3 separate regions of the Sus scrofa genome follow, and all the other regions are linked to region 1. The links are chromatin contacts, called in public Hi-C and HiChIP or PLAC-seq maps. All regions are on one chromosome and are shown on one strand. The core of a region is the stretch at or near the end of the contact, and the rest is flanking DNA. Distances in the headings are between cores, read along the strand shown. Region 1 overlaps C14H12orf49 (UPF0454 protein C12orf49 homolog). Region 2 overlaps MED13L (mediator of RNA polymerase II transcription subunit 13-like). Region 3 overlaps MED13L (mediator of RNA polymerase II transcription subunit 13-like).

The links. A called contact is a pair of places that touch in the nucleus more often than the background predicts. HiChIP or PLAC-seq counts read pairs in DNA pulled down with a chosen protein or histone mark.
Region 2: a Hi-C map of skeletal muscle shows a contact between it and region 1, with 7 times the contacts expected there. The contact joins two enhancer-like sites. A contact is called at or near these places in 15 of 47 Hi-C or Micro-C datasets (adipose tissue, alveolar macrophages, embryonic fibroblasts and 10 more) and 2 of 2 datasets of contacts at active chromatin or transcription factors (alveolar macrophages and skeletal muscle).
Region 3: an H3K27ac HiChIP or PLAC-seq map of skeletal muscle shows a contact between it and region 1, with 7 times the contacts expected there. The contact joins two enhancer-like sites. A contact is called at or near these places in 2 of 2 datasets of contacts at active chromatin or transcription factors (alveolar macrophages and skeletal muscle).

Annotation. Positions count from the first base shown.
Region 1 is chr14:35,811,748-35,816,288 of Sscrofa11.1, reverse strand. All of the region lies in intron 4 of C14H12orf49 (UPF0454 protein C12orf49 homolog), which reads right to left. Among named protein-coding and RNA genes, the nearest start is that of C14H12orf49, 110 kb to the right of the region's middle. Within about 2 kb of position 1,793, at least 29 of the 83 cell types and tissues checked have an H3K27ac peak or open chromatin away from gene starts, as enhancers often do. A contact at or near this core is called in skeletal muscle, where this site is marked.
Region 2 is chr14:36,269,470-36,274,010 of Sscrofa11.1, reverse strand. The region is part of intron 4 of MED13L (mediator of RNA polymerase II transcription subunit 13-like); the gene reads right to left. Among named protein-coding and RNA genes, the nearest start is that of MED13L, 210 kb to the right of the region's middle. Within about 2 kb of position 2,225, at least 2 of the 83 cell types and tissues checked have an H3K27ac peak or open chromatin away from gene starts, as enhancers often do. A contact at or near this core is called in skeletal muscle, where this site is marked.
Region 3 is chr14:36,212,103-36,216,643 of Sscrofa11.1, reverse strand. All of the region lies in intron 2 of MED13L (mediator of RNA polymerase II transcription subunit 13-like), which reads right to left. Among named protein-coding and RNA genes, the nearest start is that of MED13L, 150 kb to the right of the region's middle. Within about 2 kb of position 2,308, at least 18 of the 83 cell types and tissues checked have an H3K27ac peak or open chromatin away from gene starts, as enhancers often do. A contact at or near this core is called in skeletal muscle, where this site is marked.

The sequences.
Region 1 (4,541 bases), core at 544-3,043:
GCAGTGTTGTTCTTATATCACTTAAGACATGGGCTCATTAATCTCATAAGCTGGCAGACAGAAGGGCAACATGAGATAAAGACAGGTCCCTAAATTGTGAAGCTGATGAGAAGGAAAATGAGTTTGTGCCAGGATGCCCCTAAATTGTTTTCTTTTCTCATAAATTCTGCCCCATTTCAATTCAGAGCTTGTTGTTAAGAGCAGAGGACAGAGGAGGTGGTGTCCTTGATTAAAACAACACAAATACTGTTTTCAAAAATGTAGCTGGCTGGTGCCCATGTTGTTTTAATTTGCTGGGACCAGATTGTCCAGCCCTCATGGATTTGATCCCAGACAGGCTCGTTTGACTTATTCAGAGAAAAACTCTGTTTTCAGCCACAAACTGTACCCCTTACCCTGGCCAAATATGTCGCAAACCTCACTAAAGGTCCCAAGAGTTGTTGTCCAGGACTCCCAAGCCCACCTTCTGGATCCCATCTCCAGATGCTACTTGTATGTCATTTGGGTGGCACTGGTCCCAGGAAGAACCACAGAGCTGAGCTAGGCTTAATCTCAGGATGAGGTACAAACATATGGCAGGTACTCCATAACTGCTTGCTAAAAGAATGAGTGAGCAATTGGATGGTTGGATGGATGGATGGACGGATGGAGGATGGGTAGATGGATGGATATATGCATAGGTAGATGGATGGATGAGTGGATAGATGGATGGATGGATAAGTGAATGGATAGATAGGTGGATACATGGTTAGGTAGATGGGAATTTTCTTTAGTATTTCATTCATTGATGGCTTGGGACTTAGTTCAAGTTCCACCAGGCTGTTAAAAAAGAATTTTCTTTCCTTTTCCAATGAAATGTTTCCATCCCCATATTGGCTAGGATAGCTCTCTCCTTTTTAAAAAGGCCACCTCCTTCCTCAAAAAACTAAACACAGAATTACCATATGACCCAGCATTCCCATCCAAAGGAAATAAAATCAGGATCTTGAGGAGACATGTGCACTTTCCTGATCACTGAAGCATTATTCACAATAGCCATAATATAGAGACAACCCAAGTGTCTACTGACATATGGACGGCTAAAGAAAATGTGGCATACACAATGGAATATTATTAGGCCATAAAAAGGAGATCTTGCCATTTGCAACAACAAGAACCTGGAAGACATTATGCTAACTGAAATAAAATGGACACAGAAATACAAATATTGCATGCACATTGCATTCACTTAAATGTGGAATCTGAAAAGGTGGATCTTGCAGAAACAGAGAGCAGAATTAGGATGGTGGTTGCCAGGGGCTGAGGAGTGCAAGAAATGGGGAGATGTTGGTCAAAGGGTACAAACTTTCATTTAGAAAATGAATAAGTTAGGGGACCTAGGCAATAATACTGCTAGTTAATAGTACTGTATTGCATATCTCAACTTTGCTAAAAAACATCTATCTTAAGTGTTTTCACCACATACACACAAAATCCTAACCATGAAAAATACAAATAAAAGGATCCACTTCCGATTGTTTCATTTGAGTCTTTTCTTTTATGCCTTAAAACAAGCCTGGCAGCACGGAGAACACAAGGAGATTATGAAGACAGGCTCTCCTTTAAAAATGACCATGATCTCACTCCTCCTCCCACCGCCGTGGAAACTGGAGCATGGCTCAAGGAGACCTGCTGTCACAGGATCCTGCTTATGGGCACAAAAGCCGGGAAATTTCAGAGCCAATCTGGGCCAGGGGAGGCTGGAGCTCTGAGCTCAAGAGCTGGGCTGGAATGATTCTTCCAGACTGCAGAGTCAGAGAGTGGACTGCCTGCCGGCCAGCCTGCCCAGCGGCAAACAGGAAATCCCAGAATTTATAGATGACCCCGTTACAAGGCAAATGTTTTGGAACAAATTGTTCTTCTTTTTAAATCCTTGTTTTCCACTAGTTTTTCTTTCTGGATTCCCCCTCTCCTTTCCACCTTCCCACTGTCCTTGTTAAACCGGGGCCACAGCGCCACCTGCTGTCCATCATGGGCAGCGGGACTAAGCTGGACTGGCCGTGGGTCCTGTCCCCAGCTCCTCTGCCCAACAATGGGTAGGAGAGTGGCTTTCTGGCTCCTGTCCTGCAAGTCTGTGCTTAAGGTCACGTACCAAGCCGCAGGAGAACTGCTCCTGGGGTTCTTATGTGACTTGAAGACTTGCCGCAAACCCTCCCCACCGCCTGTCCTCTGGGAGAGCCAAAACCGGCAGAAAAAGTGAGTCATGTGGCATCACCGTCCAAGGCCAGGTCTCCACTCCCCTCACACCAGCTGTGCCAGCTTTGGCCAATAACGTCAACCCAATGAGCCTCGATTTCTTCTGGACCCAACTGCGGCTACTTCACCAGGTGGTATGGAAAACATAGGTGCACACACCTGGCCCACAGAAGATGCTTCATCAAGAGCGGTCTCCTTCCTCTCCTATTTGGAGTGCTGCTCACTGGGAAGGAACAGCTTGGAGAGTCTGACATGCAGAAAACTGGCATGTTGCTCTCCTTACAGGAGTGAGAGCTCCCCACACCACAGCAATGCACATGACCAGCCTTGGCCAAGCCCCCACTTGTGAGCTGAGTGGCCCTGCAAGTCTCAGTGTCCTCCCCTGTATGCGACAGTAGTGCCCACACCACAAAGCTTTCTCTGAGCAATGAAGTGAAGGCACATCCAAAACTGAGTAGAGGGACCTTCAGGTAATAGAGTCCTCCACGACTCTGGCTATAATTGTTATTATGAGATGAACAGGGTGCCTAACAGATAGTAAGTGCAAACATCATGGGACATAAGGCAGAAGACCTTGATTAGTATGGTCCAGCCACCGACATGCCATGAGACACTCACCACCACAGTGCCTGATCCTCCTCACCTAGAAACCTTTCTTTATTGAGTAGGACCCTCTGCCTGGGACTTCGTTTTTTTCGTCTGTTAGATGGACATGCCATCCATCCTATCTATTGCTCAGAAATATAGAGGAGATCTGTCCAGGGGTGTGTGCGTGCATGGAATGTTTAAAGAGCTTAGGAAGGAAGGTAGGCTTTATTTTCATTTTGGGTGGCCCCATGTGCCTGGTGGCTTCACCTTCCTCCTCTAAGTGTCCCATGGCTCTCTGGGGTACGTGGGGTTTCTCTAGACACAAAGTAGTGGCCATATCCCCAAGCCCCAACTCACAGGGGAGGGGGTCAGATGAGTTTTATACCATAATGGCCAGAATTCACTCTTTTGCTACTGACACAAGTTGAATATACTCCAAGAAGTAGTCTTCCCGCTCTATGAAATCTCCTCCTCTAACCCAGAGAGAGGATAAGGCACAGTGGGTCTGCAATACGGTGACTGGTTGGGGTGACTCATGGCAGGAGAGTGATGGATCAGGTGAGGTGAGGAAGCAAGGCTGGGGCCAACTTGAGCACCACAAAGGACAGTTCCAACCTAGTTTGGCGAGCCCTTAGGAGCCACAGAGGATTCATAGGCAAGGGAGGAACACGTCCGAAGAGAGAATCCAGGCAGCTGCCTGCTGTATAAATTACAGTAAGGACTCCACAGCTCCTTCTACGCCGCCCTAGAGGTAGGATAACCAACCATCCTGATTTATCTGGAACAGAGGGAGCTCCTAGGAACACAACATATTCAGTTTTAAAGCCAGGGAAGTCCAGGGACAAGCTGGTCACCTTGTTTCAGTGTAAAGAGCACCTCCTGGAGTTGTGCAATACTGATTCTGACTCCTGCCCTATAAGGCTTGCTTTCCCCCTTCTCCTCACCTGCTCTCACAGATAACCTGTCTCCTATCCCATGTTCCCTCTCGGTTCTATTCTACTGAGCAACAGCTAGTATATTGGATTAATACATAGGGATGGATTGCATGCTTATCCCTTCTAGGTAATCTTTGTGCATTTAAACAAAGGCCTCCTGGAGACAATGTTGAATCCAATGGAGTGACTCTAATCGTAAAGAATTTTAACACAGGAGAGATGGGGAAGGATTTGGGGGAGTGAGTGAGTGGGGAGTTGCCCACATCACATCCCATTGGCAGCTATCTTTTTTACCTTGCACAGAGCCAGCTCTTTCTTCCTGGCTTTCTATTTACCCTCCTGCCCTGCCAAGCAAGACTGCAGGAGCCTGGGCTGCTTAAATATTCTGTAAATAATGCTGACTATGGAACTTTATAGATAAACTCACAGACTCATAGCAATAGAATCACAGAATGTCAGAGTAGAAACAGATGCTAGACATCATACAGGCCAGGGTCAGAAAAGACACTGCACTCATGCTGCCACTTCCCCCTGCCAAGCCCATGGCAGACATCACTAATCAATCATGACACTGTCTAGCTGAGCTTGTTTGTAGCCGTAGAGTCCTTCGAGGCATTCTAGGAAGCAACTACCAATTATCTCAGATCTACTAATAATAGCTAAGGTTTATTGAATACGTATGCCGCAGTCCTTTTCTCACACCCTTTCTCGCTATCACCTCTTGAATTACTAATTGTTTACCAGGCCCTTTATATCAGGAGCAGGGTTTCTCAATCATGGAGT
Region 2 (4,541 bases), core at 976-3,475, 460 kb before region 1:
TTAAATCTCGATAAATGATTACAAAATAAAGAAGTAGATGCTTTATCTCCTCTATTATATTTATTACACATTACTTGAACATAGTCTGTGATGAACTCAACAAGTAAGAAGGAGAAAAAGCACACAACAAATATTTTTCATGCATTACCCCTCCTTTAAACCTCTTCATTAGAGTAATATAACCATAGGAGTAAAGAACACAAATTTTAGAGCAGAAATCTGAATCTGTAGCATGACTATCTACGCCACTCATTATGAAAAAACACTATGGACACTTCAGTGTTCTCACCTATAAAATGAAGATAACAGTTCTTACATTATAGGATTAAAATGAAGGATTAAGTGAGTAAATGAACACAAAGCTTTTAGCAAATTCTCAGAACACAGACTCAAATGGCAACACAGGGATCATTCATGAATGAATTTCATTTTCTAAATTACTTTAGACTATCTGAGGGATTAGATGGAAAGATATTTGAAAGTATTTGACTTAAAATCAGTCTTATTCACCAAGACCGTGTTCAACTATCACTCTCACAAACACAAATACGGAACGGACCCTTAAAACAAAATTCATTTTTGCCTATCAATTTGAGGGAAGATCAAATAAGGGAACTTCACCAAAAATTATATACTGCCCCCTTATGTGATATGTGGATAAGGGTGGTGGGGTGCTTTGTTAATCTAGCACTGGGGAGTTTTCTGGGCCTCAGATGTGTCTGACAGCTCACACAGCAAGTACACTGTTGACAACACAAAGCCAGAAGAATCCCCAAAACATCAAGGCTCATTTTATAGGACACAGTCTTAACACGCCCTTTTAAAAAAATAGCAGTTTAAGAATTTATTGATAGTCTGTTCTGCAAGACTATATTCTACTGATTACCGCTTTTCAAACACTAACACTTTTCAAATATAAACAGTCCTGAAATATGGTTTAGAATTTCTAAAACATCCAACTAAAGAATTCCTCCTTGGCATAAACCCAAATGTGGATAGGAAAATATTGACAATGCTGTGGCAAAGAGGACAGTAGAATCACTGGCCTATAAATTTGTTTCCTGACCCCTGCTGCCTGTTTATTGCCTCAGGATTGACAATAGCTTTACTCAAGAAATCTGAATTCTAATGTACTACCCTGAACTGACTACCCACATATGCTTTTCAGAGTGTCAGTGTTTTGGATTTTAACTCTATATTTTAAGTACACTCAGTCTCTGCTCTCTAGGGAACTGTTAGGATTTTAATCTAAAGCAATACTTGTCTATTACTGTTGTGCACAACCATATGCTAGCGATGGCATCACCTTTTATGTACTCATGGTGACCCACATAAAAAAGCATATGCTGGAGTTTCTGCAATCTGGTGTTGCCAGAGCTTCCTTGGCTTGCAGCTGCAGCTCAGACTTGATCTCTGGCCTGGGAACTTCCATATGCTGTGGGTGTGGCAATATAATAATAATAATAATAAATAAAAGAACATATGTTGGAATTCCTGCTGTGGCACAATGAGATCAAGGGTGTCTCTGCAGCTGCAGGGATGGAGATTCAATCCCTTGGCTAGCACAGTGAGTTAAGGATCTGGTATTGCCGCAGCTGTGGCATAGGTCACAACTCTGGCTCAGATGCAATCCCTGGCCTGGGAACTCCATATACTGTGGGGGTTGCCAAAAAACAAGGGGGAAAAAAAAAAAAAGAGTATATCTTTCCAAGGTATAAAAATCTAATGAGGGAAGAAAAGGCAGGGCCCCAATTTGAGATTAACAACCTGAGAGCTCTGGTTATAACATGGGAAATAAAATGGACACAAGAGCCAAGGTACTCAAAAGAATGCAGCACTAATGCAATGACCCAGTCCAAAAAAATAATAAAGGTGCTGCTTCCCAAAAGTGACTGAGAAAAACTCAAAGCCCAAGGAATACAGAGGCTCTATCTCATCTGAAGAGTTGATATCTTATCCCCCAGCAGTTCAAAAGGTAGATGCTTCTTATAAGCCAGAAATTTAGTGGTAGAAATGGAAAATAATGCCAAAGGAATCCTGAACATCCCTATTAAAGTTGATACTTGGAACCAAGATTTGTTGGCCAAACTCATCATTTTTCGTTTAGAACAATCCCAGCATTTGTCTTTTTTTTTTCTAAATGATGATGCCTAGCCTAGATTCCTTCACTGTTCCAAGTCCTGACCAGTTTTTTTAATTGGTGTGGGTTCCCAAAACAACATGTTGAACTGCCTGACCCACATTCTTGTCCAAGCTACAGAGTCTCAAGACCTATCAGAACCTATCCAAGTCCAGAGCAATGAGGTATGAGCAGAGTTATGAGAAAGCAGAAGGTATGAAAGCAGGCTCAAAGTCTAGCCTCCTTTAAACTGCTAGCTAACTTTGAGTAGGTTGCTTAACCTTATTGCACATTAGGTTTTACATCCATAAACTGAGGGTAATTATTACCTAATAAGATTACCATGATTAAATAATCTGAGAAAAATGCTTAGAAAAGTAATACTACTACTTTAATTAATAAATGTTAAGATATTATTTCATTTACATAAAAGGCTAACCAGAAAGAAATACTCACGAGTATCATTTGTTCCTTATTTAACCAGCATTACAAAAGAAATAAAAACTAGTTAACATCAATTATGCTTCAATACAGCTGGAAAAATTTTTGAAGAAATAAAAAACTGTCAGAGGACCAGTCATTAAAACATCCATCTACCTATCATCCACTTACTGAAATCCTACAGACTGGGCACTGTGCTCAACACATTAGTTTTTAGTCAAGTATCAATCAAATATCAGTCAAGTTAGGGTGGGGGAGAAATAGGGTAACTTTATATGGCCATAAAAAAATAATTGTAAGAATCTATCACCTCTTGCTATCCTTGGTTCATAGACTTCAAAGAATCAGTGCCAGAGGTCATTTTGTCCCACACCTTCATTTTACAAAGAAACTGGTACCCAGAAAGAAGATCTGTATAGAACCTTTACCATTTTTAACGAGTTATTTTACGTTAATGTAAGCATCGTGTACATTTGGTATTCCTGATCACTTAGAAGCACATTTTAGATATTATCTAAGAAATCTCAATAGTGAAAATATAAATTCATATTGAAAAAGTATTTTTGCTTGGCTATTGAAAATTGGAGGTAGGTTTTTGTTATTGACTAAATATAAATTATGCAACTAGAAACATTATGAAAAAAAGCTTTTTCCATAATACCATATGTCAAAAATGGTATTACAAGATGAAAAAAATAACATGAATTTTACAGATCTCATTTTGTGTACTATATCACTATTTAGAAAGACTGGACCCTTCTAACATTTTTTTTTAAACAGACTAACAATAAATAATTGTTATTTATCCTTAAATGTCACTAGCCTTGGTTTTGTCCATTTATTTTTATTTTTATTTTTGCTTCTTCAATAGATGTGTAGGTATCCTTCCCATTTGTTTTCATCTGCATTTAAGAAACAGGATGAATGAACAAAACACTTTTCTTATAAAGTCTGGTGTAAAGATTACTGTAAAACCTGAATGAAATTGAGTCTTTTCTTCATAAATAATGCCTGTTTTTATTGATCAACCATGAGCACAGAGGAGAAGGGTCTAATTAATATGTTCATTTTTAGTATTTTCTGGGACTTATACTTGACATATTTATCATGATCAGACTATTGCTTTTCTTTAGTACTGCTTGTTTTCAAGTACTTTTTGAAAAATCTTAATGAAACCACCAAAAGATAGATAAATCATCATTGATTGCTTCAATAGGATTTTTTTAAGGCCTTATTTTATTTTTGCTTTTTAGGGCCACACTTGCAGCATATGGAGGTTCCCAGGCTAGGAGTCAAATCAGAGCTACAGTCGGCTGCTTACACCACAGCCACAGCAACGTGGGATCCAAGCCACATCTTCGACCTACACCACAGCTCACGGTAATGTCAGATCCCTAACCCACTGATCAAGGCCAGGGATCAAACATGCATCCTCATAGATACTAGTAGGATTCCTTTCTGCTGCACCACAGTAGGAACTCCTTAAGGCCTTAAAGTATAACCAAGATAAATAAATTTTACTGGAGTATATACCTTTGATGAGGATGTTTCATTCCACACTTGACTTCAGTGCATATATTCTAAATATATATTCTAAATTATCAGTTTCATGCTTTTTCCATTTTAACACATACTTTTCTCAGATTATTATAATGTTTCCTTTCCAAATAATTTTATTTCACCTTGACAGGGATTTTTTATATTCATATGTAGTTGACTCTATTCTAAACTATGTTATTTAACTTTTTTCCTTGGGGGTGGGGGGAGTGATGAATTTTAAGAATCATAAAATTTAAACAACTTTTATGTTTTTAATATCTTAGGAACAGGTAAGGTAATCCTACATATATCCTTTTTACTCATTAGAATCATGCCTAAGTATTTTTTCACACACACTTGACTATAATTATGATAAGTTTTATATAGCACAAGTACCCGCTCACTTTTGACATCATGTATTAAGAGCTAGACTAGATAAAAT
Region 3 (4,541 bases), core at 1,059-3,558, 400 kb before region 1:
ATTTTAAGGACTACGACAAATGAAATACTTTACAGAATTTTGACATATCGAAGCTTTTCCTTTTTTCAATTGGAATATAGTTGATTCACAGTTTCTTCTTAAAATTGACTTACAAAAAATTGAGTAATAAAATAGTATAATGCTACATTAATTCTGAATTATAGCATTATACCCATTAAAAATCCAATTACATACAACAATATTGATTGATCACAGTTATGCTGCCATCGACTGCCTTGTAAAATCTATATTTGAAGTCATTAATAACTAAATGGACTTAATACTTACATATCAAATTCAACCCACTTAGAGCTCTGATTTCCTTGAGTCGCTCATGGGTTTAGAATATTTGCTGTCACCTAACAAATCCATGTTGAAATGGATTTTAACTTTCCCATTGTCGATTCCTCAATCACATAAGAGTTAGGGATAGAAGATATGTAGCAAAATGCTCCATTTGTTTCAACCTATTTGCCACTTTCTATGATTACGAGCACTGACAATATTCAGACAGAAACACAGTTGTGACTCAAAATTTTAACAGTATAATGTCTAAATAAGGAATCTCTAACAGCATGAGTTCTCTGCCAGTTTCAAGATAACCAGAATTTTAATGATGGTTTCTACACAGCACTGTAGCAGTTGAGACATGACCCAAGTTAGCATTTCAATGGATCACAGGACTCCATGTAAAGCCACTACATTTTAAATTGCAGGAGACTAAAAAACTAAATTTCTAGATAAACTGAACAAGATCTTCAAAAGACAATTGCTATAGAGAAAACAGGCCACAATGTTACTTTAATAGCTACACCGTGAAAAAGAAATTGTGTACAATGCGTTTAACTGACTTCTTAGAACTAAACTTGCCCTCATTTGCTATTCCTTTCAAAGATTATAACTTTGTTTACCTTTCAAGCTAATGATATGCTCTAAATTTTGTTATAAAATACACATAAACAGGGAGTTCCCGTCGTGGCGCAGTGGTTAACGAATCCGACTAGGAACCATCAGGTGGCGGGTTCGGTCCCTGCCCTTGCTCAGTGGGTTAACGATCCGGCGTTGCCGTGAGCTGTGGTGCAGGTTGCAGACGCGGCTCGGATCCCGCGTTGCTGTGGCTCTGGCGTAGGCCGTTGGCTACAGCTCCGATTCAACCCCGAGCCTGGGAACCTCCATATGCCGCGGGAGCGGCCCAAGAAATAGCAACAACAACAACAACAACAGCAGCAAAAAGACAAAAAAAAAAAAAAGACAAAAGATAAAATACACATAAATAAAGGCCTAGGGCAGCCATCAAAATAAACTTATCTTTGGTTGCTGAATGACTATTATTTTCTTCTTTACCTCTTTGTGCATGTTAGAAATTTTCTTTAATGAACATGCTTTACTTTTTGAAAGACACATCATATTTAAATATATGCTTTTAATGGCTATTATTTACTAAACAGCCACATGCTTTAAAAAAATATTTGCTCATAAATTACAAGAATGATCAAGGATAGGAATCACAAGATAAAATTAAATTTTGAAAGAGGAAAACCAGGAATTCCTGTCGTGGCTCAGTGGTTAATGAATCCAACTAAGAACTATGAGGTTGAGGGTTCGATCCCTAGCCTTGCTCAGTGGGTTAAGGATCTGGTGTTGCCATGAGCTGTGGTGTAGGTCGCAGACGAGGCTTGGATCCCGAGTTCCTGTGGCTCTGGCGTAGGCTGGTGACTACAGCTCTGATTAGACCCCTAACCTGGAACCCTCCATATGCTGAGGGTGAAGCCCTAGAAAAGACCAAAAAAAAAAAAAAAAAAAAAAGAAAGAAAGAGGAAAACCAGATATGTGATTCAGTTAGAATGTTTATATTTAAATCTGTCAATATTACAAAACAAACATTTTATAAACTTCCTCTAAGACAATGACTGTAATCAAGATGACTCAACTATTGATTTCAACAGTAGCACAATTGAGCAGTAAAAATTAAAAATATTTCCTTCACCTCATCAGACAGAACCTGATTCTCCAACCCCCCCCCCCCCCGCGCGCCCCCGACACACACACACCAGATTCTGACAGGGCAAGTCCCCAAATTGCCTTTTACACTAAAGCTCAAACAGTTGTCTGTCACTGCTATTACAGTGAGTAATCCTTGCAGCTGTAACTGTTTGAAATGCAGCTGTCTAGTTGGCATTCTCTCCCCACCCCCACCCATCCAGCATTTCTGTTCTTGCTACAATAATCTTAAAGAGCATTTTACAGGAGGCTTAGCCCTGGCGGAGGGCACTCTACGGCGTGACCGAGAGAACATGGAAACACGATTCATTAGACACGCCTGGAGTGATAACAATGGTGCTGCTTCTTGCTGCCTTTCATTTCGTACATCAGGCTGAGACTAATGCATTCTCGTTACACAACAAGCACATTTATAGACAGGAAAAAACTATAATCACCTTTGATTAAGCGACAGCATATTTTTCCTATATAAGCCGCCAGCTATACTGACATAGTAATTATTTCCTAACTGACAGGTTAAAATAGCAAATGTAGGAAAAATAACATCAGAGAGAAAGAGAGAGAGAGGAGGGATGACTGCTATGATGAGTTCATACACAAAGGTTTCTTAGACCAGGCACAGTGCCCTATCCTTGAGACTTCTTGGGTACCCTGGCTTGTATTTAAGCTACTCAGTCTATGACAAATAGAACAGGCCCTTATTAAGCAGTCTTGTTCTATCTACCCAATTCTTTACAGGTAAAAATTACAGAATTTCTTCGGTCATTTTATTTGTAATTATTACTGACCTCTTTATTTCCACTCCTTTCACCATAGGACACAAAATTGAACATTAATACTCATTCCCTTCTTTTTTCCATTATCTTACTTTCACGACAAAATAATTTATCCTCTTTTACATAAAATGCCAGGCCAAAACAGAACACTGGCTTTTTTTTCAAACTAAAAGCAAAAAACAGAATGTTGATTAAAAACAGGAATATAGAAGAATTATTTTATATTACCCTACCTTCCATCAATCACTGTACCCAAGCAAAGGTTCAAATTATAAATATGAAAGACTCAATTTTAACTGAAAAAGTCATAAGCCACATTATACTGACAACATGTAAAGTCAATTTTCCTACAGGATTTTGAAAAGTGAGATACTTCTCCACATACCCAACAACTGCTGTCTTTTGTGGACTCATGAATATATGTTGCTGGGTTATTGTTTATGGGGAGTTCAGTAGTTGACAGGAAAAAAAATATGTTAGCCAGGAACTGAAAGATTAAAGCTTATATATGTTAACCCAAAATATGAGAAAATATGTTTTCAAGGTTAGCAGACTGTATAATTAAACATTTTTAAAAAGACAGTCTCTTTTTAAGCTTTCTATGGCACTACTCTATTTTATAGCAAGAATGTGCCACAAAACTACCAAAAATATTTGTACATGTGAACATCTGTTAAAAGAACCAAAAGTGAGCAAATAAATGAAAAAGTCTGGTTCATTACACTTAGCTAAACTTCCTAAAAATAGCTTTAAAAAAAAAAGAAAGGTTATGTAGAGCAAATGAGTTTTTGTAAAATAGCAAAATACTTGAGCATTTTTCAGCTGTTGGATTTTAGTTTGCTGACCTGTACTACCTACCAGGTTAGAAACTAGGAAATACGCAGCCTATCTTCAATGTGTCTGTAAGAGGACCACTGAACCCTAATATGAATTTTTTTTTTCTTTTTGGCCACACACACAGCATATGAAGTTCTTGGGCCAGGGATCAAATCCAAGCCACAGCTGTAACCTGAGAAGTAGCTGCAGCAACACCAGATCCTTAATACAATGCGCCACAGTGGGAACTCCCCTAATATGCATTTAAACAATGTGTTTTGGAAAGAAGTCTGATGTGCACCATACTATATAATTCTTATCATCTGGAATAAAATGATATCTACTACAGAACACAGTATCTATAATTTCTACTCCCTAAGTGCCCAAGTCTCATTTTTCTTTCTTTCTTTTTTTTTTTTTTTTGCTGTTTCTTGGGCTGCTCCCATGGCATATGGAGGTTCCCAGGCTAGGGGTCCAATTGGAGCTGTAGCCACTGGCCTACGCCAGAGTCACAGCAACGCTGGATCCAAGCCGTGTCTGCAACCTACACGACAGCTCACGGCAATGCCGGATCCTTAACCCACTGATCAAGGGCAGGGACCGAAACCACAACCTCATGGTTCCTAGTCGGATTCGATAACCACTGTGCCACAATGGGAACTCCCCTCTTTCTGTCTTTTTTACAGTAAAAAGCATAACTCCCCCAAAACTGACCAAACTACTTCCCTAAGATTTCTCTGCCTATCTTCTGTTTGGAAAATACAAAATTAACCACCAATATCAAATATGTCACCACACAAAAAATTATTTTAAAAAATACAGTATAAGTGAATTCTTAAAGAGCTTGGTTTACATATGAATTTCCATTACATTAATCTGGTTCTTAGAAAAATCACAATTATAATTTTTCACTTTTAAAAGCCAGAATGTTTAATTCTCCCCTGAGGT